Regions from separate parts of the Gossypium hirsutum genome. Here regions 1 and 3 are each linked to region 2. Evidence: chromatin contacts called from public Hi-C data. All regions are on one chromosome and are shown on one strand. The core of a region is the stretch at or near the end of the contact, and the rest is flanking DNA. Distances in the headings are between cores, read along the strand shown. Region 1 holds the start of LOC107961744. Region 2 holds the start of LOC107893937 (putative E3 ubiquitin-protein ligase LIN-1). Region 3 holds the start of LOC107961745 (enhancer of rudimentary homolog).

Region 1 (2,919 bases), core at 63-2,562, 250 kb before region 2:
TCCACCGATGGTGGCGAACCAAGTTCCAAATTTCACGACAATCCGAGGTGGTCGCACGATTATTCCACCTATTCAAATAATGTGTTATTTCAAAATTACAATAATGAAATAAATATTAGGATAATGATATTATCAAATGAATTTTACCATATTACAAATGGGAATTCATAAGGGGGTCCGCTTGGGGCCATAAAAATGGTAGTCGGTACCATGCCCACGATTGAAGAATGAGCATGCAATCGCTGTAACTTTTTTCTCGTTTCATATCCTAACATATCTCTCAGTACAATGTCGCCAACACCGTTGATCCCCAATTGAGTCATCCTGCTTCTTTCAAGTTGACTACTAGTAGTAGCCACCTTAAATGTACCACATTTCGAGATTTATCTGGCATAAACAGACCTTCGATCAACCTCAAGATGAATGTGTGTGCGAAGTGTTCTTTGTCAACGTCACTCATGGAGACGTTGATACTTTTGAAGTTGTCTTCCAACCATCTCATCTCGATTCAACTACCCCCAAACTTGTTCAACACCTTCCCTAATAGTAGCTTGCATGTTGCACTTCAATCGGCACTTATTACTACCCCCGTAACGACTTCACCATCGACTGGTAGACCGAGTTGTAAACTAACATCCTCGAGTGTAATTATACACTCATCGTAGGGAAGATAGAATGTGTGTATCTTGGGTCTACATCTTTCTACCAAAGAAGCACTGATAAGTGAGGGACCCAATTTAGTCCCCTGAGAATACAAACCATGTACAAGAATCTCGCGTCTCGCAAATGTCCATGAATGGCAACCAGTGCACTCACACTTAAATTGTGTATGTATGTCTCCAAAATTTTATCTTTGGCTTGAATATATGAACAAAAAATTATAAATTTAATAATGTCAACAATATAATAATTAACTAATTATAATTTAATAATTTAATACTATTTTCTTATCTTTTGTAATTGGACACTAGAGAAGTGTTTGTCATCCAAATGAATAAGATGATTTGTCATTTTACAAATTATAAAGAATAAAATAAAACCAAAAAGAATAAACAAAATTATTGAGAGAATTAAGAATTGAATGAATAAGTTTGAATGAAAAAGAATGGAGTTTAGAATGGTTTATATAAGAAAAAATATGACTATTGGAGATGTAGCCGTTGGAATTATGATCATTGAGGTTGCCATTGCCTGAAAATACACCCTATAAAACATATTTATTTTCTCTCTAAAAATTATCTATTTTCATAAATATATAAAAAAAACCTAATTTCTTAAAGTTTATAAAAAAAAGCGCATATATGCATAATTTAATCAAGGGGTGTTGCACAGAACCGTTTAGAAAAAAAAAAGTTGAACCGTGAGGGTGTCAATGTCTTAGACACATGTTTTATAAAGTCATAGCAAGTCATAGTGTAATCAAAATTAATAATTAATATATATATTGTAGCTGTGCTGGCCATCCAGCCAAGTCCAACCATGTAAAAGGTTCTTTCTTTGTAGGAAAAACTGCAACCCCGAGTCCCATGAAAACAAAACAGTAGCCATTTATGTCCTGCCTTCCCATTATCCAAACATCCTTCCTTTCTCTGTCTAAAATGGTCCAGCCAGCTTTTACCATTGTACTAAACAAACCCCTAAATATTCAAAAAAAAAAAGAAATATGAAAAGCTAAGACAGATAAAGAAGGAGATATGTCTTCAATTGTCCTCCAACCACAGAGCTCTCTCTCTCTATTCCCCAAAAATTAAAAATATGAACTTTCTTAATTCCCGCATTTACCCTTCTCTGTACCGCTATCTTCCCATCACTCCTTCAACTCAAAGTCTTTCCATGTTCTTCTTCATGGGCTTTTTCGGGTTCTCACATTCTCCATCCAGTTTCAGAGAAAGTTGTCTTTTCTCTCCCCATCTTCCTTATTATTTCCTTTTTCTTTATCTTTCAATAAAAATTCCGCCTTGAACGGCGTCTTGCTTTTTCTTCAAGTTTTGATTTTTCAATTTGAACAAGTTAATAAAAACAAGTGCTTTTTTGGGTTCTTTGGATTTTCTTTTTTATTTCTCCTAATTGGAATGGGATACGGTTTTCTGGGCTATAAATTTTAGGGCAAAAGATCATCTCTTTTTGCCTATATATATTCTTGAGAAAGGTTTATTTAAAAAAAAGATAATTGGGTTTCAATTTTAATAATTAAAGATGAAAAGGGTTTCTGTGAACTCGGTTGATGAAGGAACTAGGGCTAGATTGAAGCATCAAACCCTACTACAGGAATTCTTGCAATTGCAAAAGGTTAGTCCTTTGCCTCAATTACTTATTTTGTAGTCCTTCTATATGACAAAAACTAGGCCGCATTCTTTTTTATCATCAAACAGTTCTTTTATTACATCAATTCATTAGTTTTAGATTCTTGTTTTGATTCTGCAGCATATAGGATGTTGATTTGAGTTTGTTTCTTCCTAAAATTTTAGTTTCTGCCTAAAATTTTAGTTTTTTCTTTGATTATTACACCTGTTTTATGCACTTTAGTTGGCATAGGTTAGGCGTTGTTGTTGATGGTATAGAATATAAGGATCTAAACTTTCATATGTTTATGTGTCCAGTTATAATCTACCTGTTTTATGTACTTGAGTTGGCATAGTTTAAGTGTTGTTGATGATATAGAATATAAAGATCCAATTTTTTTTATGTGTTTATATCTCCAGTCTTAATGAATCTACCTGTTTTTGTGCACTAGGAATTTGTTTCAAAGAAGAAAAAATTGCAGACAGTGAACCAGAGGCGAGAAACCCTTTTGGCCGAAGTTCGGTACTGTATCTATTTCACGAATTTGTATGGATTTTTGCATGATTTAGATAGTGATCAAGACGGATACTTGATAACCTATTAAGATTATGTTGTTTTTCGTCTCACTTCTAGATT
Region 2 (2,868 bases), core at 297-2,796:
TCTCGATTGGGGAACAATAGCTCGTATACATAGAAAAGTATATGGGCGGCAGAAGGAATTTTGGGGGAGGGACTTTGCTGGAAGGTGGGTAGGGGCATGGATATCTCGGTTCTTCATGATGCGTGGATTCCGGATAAAAGAAATTATAGATTACCGTCAATTGTTAATAATTTATGTGATTTTAAAGTTGCTGAGCTTATTGATGTTCATAATAGAAGCTGGAAATGAGAGAAGATTGTCAATACCTTTCCTCACAAAGTAGCTGAGAAGATTCTGCATATTCCTCTGGTGAAAGCTCCTCATGATGATTTCCTGGCTTGGAGTGGTGAACTCTCGGGAGAATACTCTATCCGTAGTGCCTATAAACAAGGTTGGAAGATCCTAGTGCTTATGCTTTACAGACCGACTACAACAATTTCTATAAAAAACTATGGCTATCTACCCTCCAAAATTAAGATTACAGTTTGGAAAATCTCCTGGAATTATTTGCCTACACGAGCTAACATGCAATACAGAAAGCTAATTACTAATATGCAATCTGCCCTCGATGTGAATCAGCAGTGGAAACAATGGACCATCTCTTCTGGGAATGCCCTGTATCAATGACAATATGGATAGAACTATCATTCCAGAAGCTTCTATAGGAACCTAATATGGAATTTCTACAATGGCTAACCTGGGTGTTTGCCCAGAATAATATTTCCTTGTGTAGATTATTTTGTTGCGCGTTATAGGCAATCTGGGGAGAAAAAAACAATAGATTACATAAGAAAGTTAGTAGATCTGGGAAAGAAACTGCAAATTTTGTCCAGAGCTACATCAGTGAGGTAGATGGGAATGAAAAAGAAACACAAAAAATTACCCAGGACGTCAGTAAATGGAAACATCCACCTGATCAGATAGTGAAGATTGATTTTGACGCAGCATATGATAAAAGATCAGTCAAGCGGCTCCAGGGATAGTGGTTAGAAATAGTGGAGGAAAGGCCTTAATATCTTGCTCAGAGATTCATCACCAGATAGGCTCAGCTTTCACTGCAGAGGCACTCGCTTGTTGTAGAGCAGTCCAAATCGGGATGGAGATGAAATGGTCCAAGATCAATATTGAGGGTGATTCATTATCAATCATCAAGAAATGCAAGGAAAACAGAGAGGAAAAATCACATATCGGAGCATATATACATGACATCCAGCAAATAATGTTTAGATCTAGAAACTTAACGTTTGCATATATCCCAAGAGTAGCAAATATGTTAGCACATTTACAAGCCAAAGAATCAATGAAGAAAAGGGAGGAGATATACCTGGTGGATAGTGTTCCTAAATATGCCGAATTTCAGAGAGTAAATGATAGTGTGTGTGAACCGGATTGAAAATGGATAGAGAAGAAGAGAAAGAAAGGGAAGCTGTGAAAATGGGCAGATCAACAGACAAAGTGTTAAATGCCCCCTTTGGAATTGTGAAAACGTCTTGAAGAAGAAATGCCAGCCTAGCAGACAAGACGTGCAACAGGTTTTCTGATTGTGCAGAATAGGGGTTATAATTATGGTATTCTAGAATACTCTTAATTTAGTTTTTGAATTTCCTTTTGGGCCAAAGCTTAAGTGTTAGGCCTCTTTTTGTCTAGTTTATTTCTGTTTTGATTTGTTGGATATTACGTTTTATGGTCAAATAAGCCCAATCTGATTTTTGTCAAAAAAAAAAACAATCGGTGTTATATTAAATCAATATTAATTTTAATTTTAATTTTAAAATATAAATAAATATAATAAAAAATTAAAGCATAATATCAATAAAATAAATATGTAATGATTTTTTATTTTATTTTTTTCTATACGTATTAACACGTGAATTATTTAAAATACAAAAATTATATGTTTTACAAAAATTAACTAATTAATTTTGTTTAGTAATTTTAAAAATATGTAATTATTAATTTAATTGTAAGTTAAACTTTTAAATTATATATTTTCATTTTGGTATTAAAAATATTATGATATTTATATAAATATCTATTTTTTACTTTGTTATTAAGTTATACAAATTTGAGAATTTTTGTTATAAATTTACAATTACTTTTTATTATCATTTTTTATTTTTATGTTTTATATAATTTATTATTTTATGAAATAATGTTTTTATATTTTATTATAAATTATTTAGTACTCCTTTTATATTTATGTTATTAATTGCTTATAAAATATTGTTATTTACTGTTATGTTGTACATAAGTTGAAAATCAATTATAATTAGAGTTGTACATTGCCTGAGTCGAGTCTGTCCAAAAAAAATAAGAGAGTTTGGGTGAAAATATAAATTTAAAAAATGAGTTTGGACAAAAAAAAAGTTCATATAGAAAACGGGTTAGATCTCGGGTAATGTTTTTTTGGCCCCGAGTCCGACCCAACCTAAATTTTCAATAGAAAACCTTGCTGTTTTTGTTGTTATTTTCCCACTTTTTGCCACTATTTGTTATCATTTCACTATTATGTTGCTACTATTTTGTTGTTAATGTTTGGATATTGTATAACACTTACTTTATTGTTTATTTTGCTACTATTTTAGAGGCATTTACTTATTAAGCTCCACTTATCTTAGTGTTATTTAAATATAAACACTTTTTTAATTTATTTTCAATTTGTTGGGAAACATTTATTTTAATGTTTTAAGTATATTTGGTGTATTATATTTTTTAAATTTTTTTACATAAAATTGAAGTTAAAAAAATTAATACGGGTCAAGTCGGATTGGATCTAAATTTTAGCATTTTTATTCGGGCTGGGTTTAGACAAATATTTAAGCCCATTTTCTTGGTTAGACTAGACCAAAAGCTAACAATTGGACCTAAAATTTCATTAGGACCCGACTC
Region 3 (2,700 bases), core at 193-2,692, 210 kb before region 2:
TCAATTTTACTGACAGTGCATCCTGCTTAAAGCTTTTTTGACACTATTTGTTCATAACTGTCTTCTCAAAATTATTTTTCAGGAACTACTGTAGAAAAATAGCGTCCACGTGAGAGTTTTTCAGTAATTTTGCTCACAGTGCATCCTAGTTGAAGCGTTTTTGGCACTATTTGTTCAGAAACTTCTTCTCAAAATTATTTTTTCAGGAATTACTATAGAAAAAGAGCGTCCACGTGAGAGCTTTTTTCAATAATTTTACTAACAGTGCATCCTACCTGAAGCATTTTTCACACTATTTGTTCAGAGTCGTATTCTCAAAATTATTTTTTCAGGAACTACTGTGGAAAAAAAAATCCTTATTGTCAATAAAATTTTCCCTAAACCCTAAACTTAAATACAATATTATTTTAAAAAATAAACCCTAATTTAATTAATTTTCTTAAAAAATACTAAACCTTAATTTAATTAATTTATTTTAAACCCATAAACCCTAATTTAATTAATTTTAAAAAATAAATCCTGATTTATTTTTTAAAATTCCTAAAACCCAAAACTCTAAATTATTTTAACAAAACCCTAAACCCTACAAACCTAAGCCTAAATTATTTTATCAAAACCCTAACCCTAAAAACCCTAAGGACTAAACATGCAAAAAGCCTTAACCTAGAAAAAACACAGAGCAAAACGCGCCCCTAGGGGAGTGATTTCGTCACGTTAGTAAAGCGCGTCCACGTCAGCGCCTTTTGTGTTGACATGGCAAAATTGCTCCCCAAGGGCGCATTTTGCTGAAATTTCACCCTAAAATGCTTCTACGTGCACACATTTTGTCAAAATCAGCTATTTTCGATAAATAATGCAGAAATTAATCCATTTCCATAAATATACTTGAAAATATGTCTTTATAGGTAAATTAGTCTATAAATCATTTAAATAAATCTAATTATCGAAAATCGACCCGCATAATGAAATAAACTAAGTTAACCACTGAACCTGCCTAAACTCATCTACTTAACCCTAAACCAGAATTCAATTCTTTTGGACAATCATGCCCTTAAAGAAATATCGACATATATGCTTTAAGTCAAAGTCTTCGTCAACTATTCTAATGACTAGGGAGACATCAGTTGCTCTTTTTAAAATTTTAATTTGGTTAATATATGCTTTAACTTCTTATACTATTTAAACATTTGAAATTTAGTCCTTTATTGGTATTTTCAAAATTTTAATTTTTCTATATTTTGAATATAAAAATGTAAGCTGAATTGTTAAGAAGAGTTAACTTCTTCAGTTCAATACAAGTATATTATAATACCATTTTTATTATATGATACTTAAGTAAATATTTTCTATTTCAAAATTTTACACTAGTAAATTTAACAACAAAAATAAAATCAACACTTGACCTAAATATCAAAATCCAAAAAGCAAAGAAATTAAAAATAGAGAGACTAAATTATAAATGCAAGAGGATACAAGGACTTAGAGCACATTTTAACCTTTCTTAATTTAATTTTATTTTAAGATAAAAAACTCTGTTTTGGGGACTTCCATTGGAACCGCATTTGATTTCAGCAGTTTAACGTTGGCAGCAGATTCTCTCTTTCAGTTCCATCTATCATAATCGCATGGTAATTCCCTTTTCCTTCTGTTTTGTCCCCAAATTCAATCAAATATTGCTTGTAAAAATTCATTTTCTTGCCTCTTTAAACTAGGGTTTCGTTAAGCGTTTCCTTTTCAATACAGAATAGGGCACACAGCTCTTGAAACCGAGCAAATTGCAGCTATTTTCTTTTTATTACTTAAAGATTGAATATTTCTTTGCTAGGAACTAATGTTGGTTTATTAATTCTTTCCCCGCGTTATAATTACGCTCAAACTTATTTTAGTATTAGTGATTTTTTCCCCTAATTGCCTATGTGTTATTTTGTTTGGGAATTTAGGCAAACAAGCACACCATTGTTTTGATGCAAACTTCACAGAACAGATCAACGAGAACATTTATGGATTACTCTTCCGTAACTCAAGCCATGGATGGTATCTTTTCGTTTATTTTTGCTTACAGTGTCTTGCTTTTTGTTGTTTGTTATTAGAGCTATCAATTGCACGGGTTGGGTTGGTTTTGGACTGGATCAATCAGGATAGGGTCAAACTCAAATTTTAGGTTTGGTCATTTCATGTTCAGGCTGATTTGGGTTTGAGGGTCGGGTGATTTGGTTTCAGATTTGGATTAGTTTTGGGTTTGATTAATTCAAGTTTAGGTTGGACAGCTTTGGGTTATTAACTTTTTATGATCAAATCGGATTGGATTTGGTTCTGGTTTGGATTAATCGGGTTTGTGTCAAAATTGACGGTGTATTTGTTGTCTTAAATGTTTGTTTTGGATGACTGCTGCTATGATTTTTAAGTTCATACTTCATTAGTTTGTTCTTGAAAACAGATTCTAGTACAGGGAGTGGACTGTTCCTTTTGGAGATTATGCATATGTTTGAAGTGATCCTTAGATTTAATTATGCATGTGTTTTTCGAATTACTGGTTCCAAATGATTGGACAAGCTTTACAGTTTTATAATATTTGACGTGTGAAGGTATATGTGGACTATATGAAAGGAAACTTAAGGAGCTAAATCCAGCAACAAGAAACATCACATATGACATTGTTGATCTTTACAATTTTATTGATGGCCTTGCAGATATGAGTGC

Evidence for each region. Hi-C and Micro-C count contacts between places; a contact is called where the count stands out from the background.
Region 1: a Hi-C map of leaf shows a contact between it and region 2, with 2.1 times the contacts expected there. The contact joins the promoter of LOC107961744 here to the promoter of LOC107893937 in region 2. A contact is called at or near these places in 5 of 34 Hi-C or Micro-C datasets (leaf and petal).
Region 3: a contact with region 2 is called in a Hi-C map of leaf, with 4 times the contacts expected there. The contact joins the promoter of LOC107961745 here to the promoter of LOC107893937 in region 2. A contact is called at or near these places in 4 of 34 Hi-C or Micro-C datasets (callus and leaf).

What each region holds. Positions count from the first base shown.
Region 1 is chrA06:41,276,783-41,279,701 of Gossypium_hirsutum_v2.1, forward strand. LOC107961744 reads left to right here and starts at 1,313. Exons shown (of 4, transcript XM_016897843.2): 1 at 1,313-2,289; 2 at 2,735-2,805; 3 at 2,917-2,919. The coding sequence starts at 2,197.
Region 2 is chrA06:41,528,701-41,531,568 of Gossypium_hirsutum_v2.1, forward strand. LOC107893937 (putative E3 ubiquitin-protein ligase LIN-1) reads right to left here and starts at 1,547. Exons shown (of 12, transcript XM_041115868.1): 1 at 1,304-1,547; 2 at 892-1,049; 3 at 677-739; 4 at 246-594.
Region 3 is chrA06:41,320,951-41,323,650 of Gossypium_hirsutum_v2.1, forward strand. It overlaps LOC107961745 (enhancer of rudimentary homolog), which reads left to right and starts at 1,443. Exons shown (of 4, transcript XM_016897845.2): 1 at 1,443-1,628; 2 at 1,941-2,034; 3 at 2,586-2,700. The coding sequence starts at 1,626.